Regions from separate parts of the Mus musculus genome. Here region 1 is linked to region 2. The links are chromatin contacts, called in public promoter capture Hi-C maps. All regions are on one chromosome and are shown on one strand. Each heading gives the region's core, a stretch centred on a gene start, on an enhancer-like site or on the middle of the called end of the contact. The rest is flanking DNA. Distances are from core to core; before and after follow the strand shown.

The links. Promoter capture Hi-C pulls out the DNA fragments that hold promoters and counts their contacts.
Region 1: a contact with region 2 is called in a promoter capture Hi-C map of pre-B cells, with 5 times the contacts expected there. The contact joins the enhancer-like site here to the promoter of Cyld in region 2. A contact is called at or near these places in 8 of 39 promoter capture datasets (the 3T3-L1 cell line, the C10 cell line, hippocampal neurons and 4 more) and 2 of 115 datasets of contacts at active chromatin or transcription factors (astrocytes and regulatory T cell precursor).

Annotation. Positions count from the first base shown.
Region 1 is chr8:90,794,168-90,799,913 of GRCm38.p6, forward strand. No RefSeq gene overlaps it. Among named protein-coding and RNA genes, the nearest start is that of Gm19935, 20 kb to the right of the region's middle. Within about 2 kb of position 1,379, at least 177 of the 459 cell types and tissues checked have an H3K27ac peak or open chromatin away from gene starts, as enhancers often do. A contact at or near this core is called in hippocampal neurons, liver, pre-B cells and 2 more, where this site is marked.
Region 2 is chr8:88,693,209-88,699,089 of GRCm38.p6, forward strand. It overlaps Cyld (CYLD lysine 63 deubiquitinase), which reads left to right and starts at 3,820. Exons shown (of 17, transcript NM_173369.3): 1 at 3,820-3,891.

The sequences.
Region 1 (5,746 bases), core at 129-2,628, 2.1 Mb after region 2:
TACCCAGCATACACAAGATCCCAGGTTTTATTCCCCCAGCACAATAATAATAAACTTACCTGTGCATTCATGTACCAGATGCCAATCCCACAAGCTAGGCCCTCTTCAGGAGAATCACAAGTTCAAGGCCAGTTTGGTCTATATAGCTAGTTCTAGGCTAGCTTGGACTTTAGAAGGAAAACCTAGTGTGTGTGTATGTGTGTGTGTGTGTGTGTGTGTGTGTGTGTGTGTGTGTGTGTGTGTGTGTGTGTGTGTGTGTGTGTGTGTTCTATTTTAAGTGTGTGTGTGTGTGTGTGTGTGTGCGTGTTCCATTTTAAGTATATTTTATAAACTTATTACATGTTATTATATTAACATATTATATATAAATAATAAGTTAAAATGTAGCTTTTATGTTCATGAAGCCCTAGCTAGAACGACTAAGAGTAAAAGTTCTAGTCAAATGTTCAGTGCAGTTGATGGTGCTGCAGAGGATACAGGGGATGCCCTAGAGCGTCCTGAAAGGCATCCTGGGAAAGTGAGAGTGAAAATATGAAGGGTGAGGGACCAGAGCTATGATGGCAAAAAGCCAGGGAGTTAGCAAGTCAAAACTTCTGTGTCCAGGGAGAGTAGGATGAGCTTGAAGAAGGGAACATAGAGCTGTGTGGCTGGAATGTCAAACACTGGAGCCTGGGATGGTGGGAATACAGACGGGAGGACTACACGGTGGTCTTCGTGTGAATCTTTGTCTTTATTAAGATGAACCGTTCATTCTCCCTTTCCTCTCTCCCTTCCTAGCCCCCTCCTTCTTCCTGTCTTCCCTTCCTCACTCTTCTTCCTTTCTCCTTCCTTCTTTGCTTCCGGTTGTAAACCCTGGCTGCCCCTTGGGACCATCTAGTCAAAACCTCAGCCAGCAAGATCATTAGGGCTAGGATGAGCATCTCTGGTTTTTAAGGTCTCCCTGGGTGATTCCAGTGTGTGGCTCCAGGAGAAGCCTCCTGGAGACCTAAGAAAGCCTGAATTGTTCGCTTGCCTTTTCCTCCCTCTAGTGACTGTTCTGTGCTCCTAAATCTGCTCTAAACCTGCAGGCAGATGTTACCTCCAAGAAGGTAAATTCTCCTGCCTGACTCTCCACCAGATAGTTGAAGTTTTGAAACAGCGCCCAGGGTGCTGGAAACCCTCAGACCCCAGCCATCAAAGACCTGCGTGGAGGACAGGGAGCTGTGTATACAAATATGTCCAGCCCGGAAGAAACTAAAAACCCTACAGCCTTTCACTCTTTTTACCCTGCCCCTGGAGGAAGCAGGGCCAGCCCCGCCCACACTTCCTTCTCCCCACCGCACCCCACCCCCACCATCCCTTGCCTCTGTTCCATTCTGTCCCCTAGGTGGTGCCAAAGAGCAGTGAGCCTGTTTTCTGTTTTGTTGTACTTTGATCAAGATTAGATCTCTGTTTTGAAAAAGCCCCACTACCGGCAGGTGGAAGAGGGTTTGAAACTGGACCATAGCATCAGAGGAGAGCAGGTCAAAGCCATTAGTAACGCAATTCTGGTGCGAGGTGATGGTGTCATGGCCGCTCTGACTGTAGCAGAAAAAGAAGAGTCACATTGTAGAGAGTGTTGGCTTCCTGTTGGCTTGCACACAGCAGCCAGCTCAGAGAGGAGAGGGATGCGTCAGGGATGTTTTTAGATTCTTGTTTGAATAAACAGATGGGTGTTGGAGTCAGTTCCTGGGGCAGGGAACAGAGGAGCAGATTTCAGGGGTGGAAAATAAGAAAAGTACCAGGGTGGTTATGAACAAATTCAGGATAATGGGCTACAAGAGCCAGGTCACTGTACTCATTTGTGCAGTAAATAATCCAGGCGTGACGGCAGGTGCCTGGAATACCGTGCTTAGGAGAGATGGAGGCAGGGAAACCTAGCTCAAGTTCATCCTTGGATATATAAGGAAGCTTGAGCTAGAGACCTTGTTTCAAAAACACACGCATCCTCACATGGATACACACATTTTCAGCCCTTCGTAATTATCAGGCACAGATTTAAGCTTTTCTCCTTCGAGAAGTTAGACTGGAGCTCGTCCTCTGGTCTCTGGGTAGGACCCTGCCTTACTTCTGCCAGTTGAAAATCCAACAAGGATTTAGCCAGTTCATTCTCAGAGCTGACCACACAGGAGGCACAAAAACCACAATGTTCCTCTTGACTTAAAGAGTTTGTGTCTCTGGGGAGTTTGTATGTTTCTCTTGCCTTCCTGGCCTCAAGTTTATAATCCTCCTGCCTTAAGTCTTTCCAAGTGGTAGGATTACAGAACACCAAGCTTGGCAGAAGATTCCATTTCTGACCTGCTTTTCTGACCTTGACAAAGTAAACTTTTTCTGAAAGTTAAAAAAACAAACAAAACAAAACAACTGGAACCTAGAAACCACATTCACCTGGGACATGACAGTAAAACTGTTCAGGTCTGAAGAAAGGAAACCCACTGTCCTGTTGTCTCATCCATGAACCACAGGAAATATTTCTCCCTGTAAGTCACAGACCTTAACACAAAAGGGCTTTGAGACAGAAAGGACAGTGGGCTTCATCTCAGCACTTTGGAAGTGACAACAGAAGGAGAGTAAGTTCCAGGCTAGCCTGCTGTACGGAGGAAGACTGTCTAAAACTAAAAAAGACAGGAAGGAAATAAAGTACTGTGAGTAACTGAAGAAGAGAAAGTTCTTGGAGTCCCTGAGCAGCAAAGTCAAAGAGCCAGAAAGGCAAAGAGGAATCAATAGAAACCATCTAGCCAGTCTTTCCCAGAGTGATTTCCTTGGAACACTGCCTCCTAAAGAATACAGAAATTTAAGTGCTGTTTGATATCAGGATTTTAAAAGGTTGGAAAGCCACCTGTGGTTTGTCGAACCTCTTAGAACTTCAAAGTATATACATAGACATTAAATATCAAAAATTTGCTAATGAACCTCCTTACATTCTATGGACCATATATGGCCAAACTCACTTGACCATCTATCTAATACTATCCTTTTAATATGCCTGGGGATATATCCTGACAAAAATATACATTTATAAGACAGCCACAATGGCAGAATTTGAGAGATGAGACAGGAAGTTTAGGTGTTCAAGGCCATCTTCAGCCACCTAGGAAGTTTGAGGCTAGCCTAGGCCATATGAAACACTAAAAATCAAATCCAGGAGTGGTGGCATCGCCCTTTAATCCCAGCACTTGGGAGTGGGAGGGGGGCAAAAGCAAGCAGAACTTTGTGAATTCAAGGCCAACTTGGTCTACATAGTGAGTTCCAGGCTTCTAGGGGTACATAGTGAGAGCCTGTCTTAGGGAGAGAGAGAAAGAGAGAGAGAGAGGCACAAATATATTCATTTATACTTATATAATGACTATAACAATGGCCATATTTTATTTTCTACTCTATGCAATAAACTTTTTGTTGTTTCATTTATTCTTCAAAACAACCCTATTCTTATATAGCCTTATTGTATTTACACATGTTGTAGTTTATTCTGCAATATTTTCCCCAAGGCTTATACATTGAAGGCTTGGTCTCCAGCTGGTGGGACTACTGGAGGGTCATGCAATCTTAGGCATACTCTAGTTGACGGTCATAGCCCACTGGAGATAGTATGTAAGTACCTGGCACTCCCTCTCCTTGAACTCCTCTCTCTTCCTCCTACTGGCTGCACAAAGTGAGCACCTCTGCCCTTTGCATTCTGCCTCACCACAGCCCCGGAAACAAAAGCTGAGCAGGTGCTAAAACCTCTGAAACTATGGACCAAAATAAGTCTATATCATTTCTCACTTGATACAAGGTTTCACTTTTGTACTGGCTAGTTTTGTGTCAACTTGACACAGGCTGGAGTTATCACAGAGAAAGGAGCTTCAGTTGGGGAAATGCCTCCATGAGATCCAGCTGTGGGGCATCTCCTCAGTTAGTGATCAAGGGGGAAAGGCCCCTTGTGGGTGGGACCATCTCTGGGCTGGTAATCTTGGTTCTATAAGAAAGCAGGCTGAGCAAGCCAGGGGAAGCAAGCCAGTAAAGAACATCCCTCCATGGCCTCTGCATCAGCTCCTGTTTCCTGACCTGCTTGAGTTCCAGTCTTGACTTCCTTGCTTCCTTGGTGATGAACAGCAATATGGAAGTGTAAGCTGAATAAACCCTTTCCTCCCCAACTTGCTTCTTGGTCATGATGTTTTGTCCAGGAATAGAAACCTGATGACTTTGTAGCCCAAAACTTAAACTTAAGGCCCTCCTGTCTCATCCTACCAGGTTGTCATTCCCTGATTTCCTTAGATATTGTATCACAGTCGCAGAAAGCTGACTAATATACATATAAAGGTATACAAAATGTAACTGATGAGACAATGAGGTTCTGCTGGACAGTAGTAGTGCACACCTTTGATCCTAGCACTAGGGAGGCAGAGGCAGGAGGATCTCTGAGTTCAAGGCCAGCCTGGTCTACAAAACAAATTCCAGGACAGCCAAGGCTACAGAGAAACTGTCTCAAAAGGAAAAGAAAGTGAGGCTCAGAATACTTCCCCCAAAGCAAAGAGATGATAAGTAGTGACAATAGGGTTCAAGACATCGCACCCCAAAGTATAATAGTGTGGGCCTGGGTACCAGAGGTTTTCCACGGAGGTCTCTGTGCAGGCTGTGTGAGAAGGCTCCAGCAAAGGGATGTGAGTGCAGGCAGGGAGATGAAGTCTCTGCCATGCCTTCCAGGTCGCTAGGTAACTCTGAGCCTCTCTGAACTGAGTCGGGTCAGGCTGGGCCTGCGAAAAATCCAGTGAGGAGTGAGGTGGGATCTCGGGTGGCTCTTCAGGAGAAAAGATCTCTTCCCAAGTGTTACATACAGATCTTGGAACAAAAGGCTCAGACAAAGGAATAGTTCTCGCATACCTTGAATTCCCTGCATGGCTTTATATACAGTTCTGGGGGTGATTCAGGGTTTGACAGCAGGCACCTCTCATTGGCTTGGACTGAGAGTTTGGGGAAAACCTTATTTGCATATGGGAAGGCTTGGTGCTATTCCTAAGTGGCTGATAGCCACGCCTCTCCTGTGGGAGTTGGGGTGGTAACTCCGACAGGAGCAAGAGTCCAGGAGACATGAGAGAACTCCTTCCATCCCATGTAAGTGAATTACCACTACCGGGTCCCGGGATTCAAGATCTAGCCTTGACTGGAAACCAGGGTGTCTGTGTGTGTAGCCCATTGCCCCACATAATAGTACAAGTGCGCTACTCCAAATATGCCCATTTGGCAAGAGTATTATTTTGGGAAACAGCAGAGAGCTCTGCAAACAAGAACAAAAGTGACCCTGCCATGAGAGAAGTCCATAGACTATGGCACAGAGGAAGTTTCTATGGGTGACTGTCCATCTTTGCACCAGGATGAAAGGAGGGCTACTCAGCAGAGACACAGCAATAAAGAAGACTTGGTTTAAATCCACCCCCCAAGCCTTGCTTGTGTCTGCCTTCTTTTCTTAACTTTCTCCCCATAACCAGCCTGGTCCCACGCCCTTCGCTCTGCTCCAGCAAACAGAGGTGCTCAGCCGTGACGTTTACACTGCCCACTTGATATTTACCGTATGACTTTACTCTTTAAGACTTCCTTGAGTGTCTTTCCATGCATGCAGGAGGGATATGTGTTAATAAGCTTGTTTGCTTTTCTCCTGTTGATCTGTCTTTTGAAACAGGGAATCCCCCACTAAGAACTATGAAGGAGAAACAGAAATTTTTATATCCTCCTCTACAAAGAGGCAAAC
Region 2 (5,881 bases), core at 2,570-5,069:
GCTGCTTGAGAGCCCCACAGGGCACACAGTACATAATAGGCACCCAGTTTTTAATAACTAAGTGAAGAGCTCACCCAGCCTGTTGCCTGCATGTATATGTGGGCAGTCCTGCATATCTGGCACCCTCAGAGTTCAGAAGAAGGCGTCAGACACCCCTAAAACTGGAGTCACAGGTGGTTGTGACCCAGTAGGAATTGAACCTGGGTCTTCTGAAAGAGCAGCAAATGCTTTTTTTTTTTTTTTTTTTTTTTTTTTTTTTAATGGGAGCAGAAACCAAAGCAGGTTCCACTATAGCCTCCTTCACAAAGGAGGGTGGCTGCACTGGACATGAGACCGTGTGTGCACTGCCCCAGATGGGTTCCAGATGTGGCACTAATGTGTCGGAGAGGAGCACTAAGCCTTTTTCCTCTGTGCTTTAGGCTAGGCCACAGAAATCACTCATCATTGAGAATAATACTGATAACCACTCAAAGCGGAGAGCGGTGGCTCATCTGGGCTAGCTTCAAGATGATTAAAGCTATGCTTTTTATCTCATTGAAAAGAGCTTTCTGGTGGTCAGAGTGAAAGCGTCCAGATGGAATGATCAGGTGTACCAGGAGTCCCTTCTCCAGAGGCAAGTACCTCGGTGACAGAGGGGACTCAGAGGGTGCTCCTCACCCACGATCAAGACACCATGGAAGGCTTCTGTGGAGAAAGCGATGGTACCCTATCCTCACCTGCCGGGATATCTGGTCTACATAGCTTTTGTGACTCAGGGCCACGGATTGGTGGGAACACAGCAAGAACCATAGAAGCTGAATGTGTGACTGGAAGTCACCATTCACTGGGGGGAGGTGCGGGGGTGGGGGGAAGGAGAGGCAGTGGGGCAGGGACACCAGATGTCCACTTTGGATTGTGTTAAGTACAGATGTGGAGTAAGCAGAAAAATATAAAATAAACACAGGACTTGGTGAGGCCTGGGGTAGCCCCCCTGGGAGGTTCAGAACAAACAGGGTCTATGACAGGGGCATGCCAGCACCACTAAGAAATGTTTCCTTCAGTACCCACTGTGAGTCACTCAATAGCTCCTAAAAGGCTATCTGGATGCAGTCTAGAGAGGGCTGCACCCAATTCAATAGCCATGCATTGGGGGTGGGGGGAGTCCTACACATATAGTAAGGGGATTAGGTGAGACAGCTTGGGATCACACAACCAGGCTAAAAACCCTTCCTGCTGCTCTAGGCACAAGGACCCACCTGGCCCTGATGCAGCATGCTATGGTGACAGCGCGTTCCCCTTCTCAGTTCTTTCAACATGCCGTGCACTTCCTGTTCCCTTTGGGGTGTTCCCTCAGCCCCTGCTGACATTCATCATTGCTCTCTTACTTTGCAGGAGCCCTTCTCAGGCTGCTTCGGAGTGCACCTCTCCCTTCTCAGAGTTCTTAGACTGTTCTTCTCCTAACTGTAACTGAGCTGTCAACACGGAACACGGAACACGGGGGGTGGGGGGTGGGGGGTGGGGGCAGTACTCTTCTCCCCTTCCCCAGGAAGGCAGATCAGGCATTCCTGTTCTCTACTTAGATGTGTTTCCTGGTAGCTGCTCAGCTACTTAACCTGATCTGCATGGAGCCAAGCCCAGGTTGGGTGGGACAGGCTGAGGGCAGGGAAGCAAGAGGTTATCAATGGGGTCTGGAGTCATCTGAAAAGATGGCTGGTAGAGTTTGCACTTGGGCTGGGCCTTACTTGAAGGGAAGATTGTGGAGGCCTAGGAAGCACTTTAGTCAGAGATACCACTTAAACTCAGGCGAAGAAACAGCTGTGTAACTGAGGGAAACTATTTTCCCTCTCTGGACCTTAATCTCCCTTCCATAAAACAAGACACCGGAAAGATGAAGAACTGCAAATAGTATCTAGTATGACAATAACATCATTTTTGTGTGTCAGACCATGGCGGCTATTTTATCTCTTGAGCCTGAACGCACAGCTTCAGCATCGTTCTAGGCAGCTCAGTTCTAGGCAGCCAGTACCGACTGACCTGGAATGGCGACTAAGAAGAGCCTGCAAGTAAGGTTTGGATGAGCTGGTGATCTTGGATGAAGTCAGGCCCTTATCCTGATTCAGTGAGCATGTGTCAGCGGGGGTGGGGGTGGGGATAAGTGAGGTACATGGTTACTGATAGTGCAGTGGCAAACCCTACTGAAGCAGAGCATTCAACTATACAAGATGTCACTATCAGAAAGGACATAAAGATGCTTCAGCCAGGAGCGGCAAATCACATCTCCAGGAGCCTAAGGACAATGAGCATGAGAGAAAGGATCTGAGGAGAGAAAACAGAGTGGGGGAAGGACTCTGACAATCTGGAGAAAATAAGTCTGCTTGACCCACTAAAAGATTCCCAAGTCTACTTCCTCAACTCTGTCCTCTTCCTTGTTGGATGGGGCCAAGCAAAATGTTCTCCCACACAGCCAGATTGGATCTCTGAATCATGCCAGTGTCATGGGAGAATCCAGATCTATAGGGGAATGTTGTTGTCTAAGGCCACTGTGTGTCACTATTGATTTATATCATGTGGCTAGAGCTTGGGAAATTGGGAACAGGATATATGTATACCAGTGAAAGACAGGAAAGAGTTGAGGCTTCAGTTTTCAGAAGATACCAATTTCATCATGGTTGATTTCAGCAGGGAGAGGAGTTGTGAGTTAATACTGTTAGCAATCACCCATGTGTCTGTCTGCTTCTGTGTTAGTGGTTTTCATTGTTTGGATTTTCAGAAACATGGTAGTCTTCACTGGGGAAATTTGTGTCATGATTAAACACACACACACACACACACACACACACACACACACACACACACACACACACCCCTCCTTCTCAGTATTAATCACCTTCTCCCATAATTAGTAGTTAAAATGTCAAAGGAGAAGGAATTAATTAAGAGAACTATCCAGTGAAGCAAGTCATGTGCTGCCAGGCTCTGGGGCTGATTATAAAAAGAGTTTCTTTAAATATTTTGAACACTTTTGGGAGTCAGAATCCTTCCGTCTAATTGAAAGATCCTTCATTATACCCTTAATTCTGGCTGGTGGCCAGGGATGCAGTCCCGGGTAAGGTAGAGGGTGGAAAGCCTTTCTTTATCCTTAGGAGACTCTCTCCACCCTTGGAGAGGATGGCCACAGAAGTTTAAAAAAACAGCAGGTGTCCCAGACGCCATCTGAGGACAGAAAGAGCTTCAGTTTGTACAGAGTCTACTGTTAGGAGATACTATATAGCATTTCACAATAATCCGGTAAAACAGGTGGTACTAACACCTCCGTTCTACAGACGAGGAAATTGAGGCTTAGGATGGTTGGGAGTTCCCCGTGTTACATGTTGACAAACTGAGAAAGAAAACATTGACTCTAGGTGTAATTCTAAGCTTTGTTCTTTCAATGGAATTCTGAAAATTATTCTCAGTTCTTCTCTGGATCGCTTCCCACCCTAGTTTTGACAGCTAAGCCAAGAGACAAGACCCGCGCAAGGAGGGTGGAGCTAAGAGCACAGCGCCCCGCCCAGGCGTGGTTTCAGCCAATGGTGACATGACACTGGCGGCCTTTCGCCCAATCAGCCATCGCTCCTCGCCCCCACCCTTTCTCCTCTGCCCCGCCCCTTCGCTTTCCCTTTGCCTCCACCGAGCTTGACCGAGCGGAAAGTCCCTTCAGCCAGCACCCTGCCAGCAGCCATTGGAGGAAGGTCTGTTACAAGAAAACCCAATCAGAGCGCACGCAGGGTCGGATCTCTGAATACGATTGGCTAGCGCGGCATCTACCCTCTCCGCCTCCGCTCCTCCCTCCCCGCGGGCAGTTCGGAGGCGGGGCAGGTGGGGGCGGGCCCAGGTAGCAGGTTCGGCTGCGCGGGGGCCCGCGCGCCTGAGGTAAATACTGGGGTGGTGGGTGTGGGGCGCCCGGCCGGCCCGGGACGCTGGTTCTGAAGCCCGGGGCTGCGGCGCTGAGCGGCGGCCGAGGCGGGTGAGTGTGCGCGGCCGCGCGGCTGACGCTAGGTCCCCAGTGTTCCTGCTCTGCCTCAGGCGCCCTGAAGCGCGGAGGCGACCGTCGGGCCTCAGCGCCCGCCCGTTAGCTGCCCCGGGCCGACGAGCTTCTGACGTCAACCGCGGTTGTCACCTCCAGCCTGCCCGAGGGCTCCCGACTCGCGGGACTCCTGCACCACAGGGCTTGGGTAGGAGCAGTGCAGGACTCCGTCTTTCTCTCTGGCCCGCCGTCGTGGACAGATGGGGAAACTGAGGCCGGGACCCTGCCTGGCTCCCAACGGCTGCAGGAGGCAGGGAGAATCTCGGGTTATGGTACCTCACGTCTGTGCTGTTTTGTGGGGTGTTGGTGGCTCCGCTCCCGGAAGAGCAGTCTGGCCTCGCTAATGGCGTGTTCTGCTTTTTCTTTCAGTTTCTCTGGTCTGGAGGGAGGGGGGAGGAGAGAGGATGGTTTTGCACAGTTGTGTAGTTGGAAGGTGCATCCTGTTGAGACAGGTACCTTGTTTTTCCTTTTATTATTATGGTCAGCCTTGGAGGAGACCGCCAAGTCGCGAATGATCATGGTCTGGAACTGAGTTCATCTGGGTCAGCTGCCAGGTTATTCATGTCCTTGGCATCTTTTTCTATTCCACCCCTTGGCATTTGCATGTTTTAGGGGTTTGTCATCCTCTAGCCACCAAGCCTTGCAATCTCCCAACCCCCACTATCCCCGCCACCTTCCTCTTTTTGATTTTCCCTGGAAAGTTGTCTCCTTAGAGGAGCATTCATTCATACCTTGCTGTGGTGTGTGTGTGTGTGTGTGTGTGTGTGTCTGTGTGTGTCTGTGTTGGGGCTAATCAGGGATTCCTAATAAGATTGCTCATTTTTGTAATCATTGGCTCCAGAGAAGAATGCAGGCATCAAGAGGGCGTGCATTCAAACATCAGTCTCTTGCACACCCCCTCATACCTCAAGTAGGTTGAATGGCCCCAAGAATTTAGCCTGCTGCTCCCCGCTGGGTAGTGGGTGGATTTGCACTAGAACAGTATTGAAGGAAAGTGATTTGCTGGAAATTCTTAGTGAAGTTCATGTAATTTGAATGTTGACAGTACCCAGAACATTCTCTAATGTTCTGCTGCAAAATTTTAAGGTATTCTTTAAAAAAAAAAAAAAAAGCCTTGTTTGGACTGGAAACTTTTGAGATGAGCTGATAAGACCAGGAACTTGTTATGTAAAAATGACATATTAAACAGAAGATACCTAAACTGTGGTTAAGTGATTTAAGGAAGTCTTTAATACATGAAGAAAGAGCAGTAATTATCCTGCCCATCAATCTATACTTAGTGTTTTGCTCCTGGTGTTTATACTGTCATCTTACATTTTTAGTTTCAAATGAAGCTCCAAACAACCTGGTTTCATAATTGTGACATTTCACCTTACTTGTTTCTACTTATATGGATAGTAGCATAGTATAAAATTGATTGTGATTTTTTTCCCCAGAGAATTAATGATATTTTAGGCAAACATCATGTTTCTCTATTTCTTGACTCTTATTTTTAACATAGTAGAAACTTCTGGTCACTTAAATAGGACAAGGAAATAGCATTTTGGCTTCCACCATTACAATCTAAGCTAATCAAGTTTTCTGGTCTAGTCCCTGGAAAGACAAGGAGTGGGGAAGTCACATTTTTAGAGCCCAGTGGTTAGGTTTAACTCACAAGAGACAGCATTGTTCCTGTCTTCCTGATGTGACTGCAGATGCAAGAGCCAGACTTTTTTTTTTTTTCCAGACTTTTTTATTAAATAAACCTTTTAAGTCCCACTTGGTTTTGTGACTGTATCCTCGTGTCACAAATTATTCTGGTCTTGAAATCTCTGTATTTCTATTTACTGTTTAGGC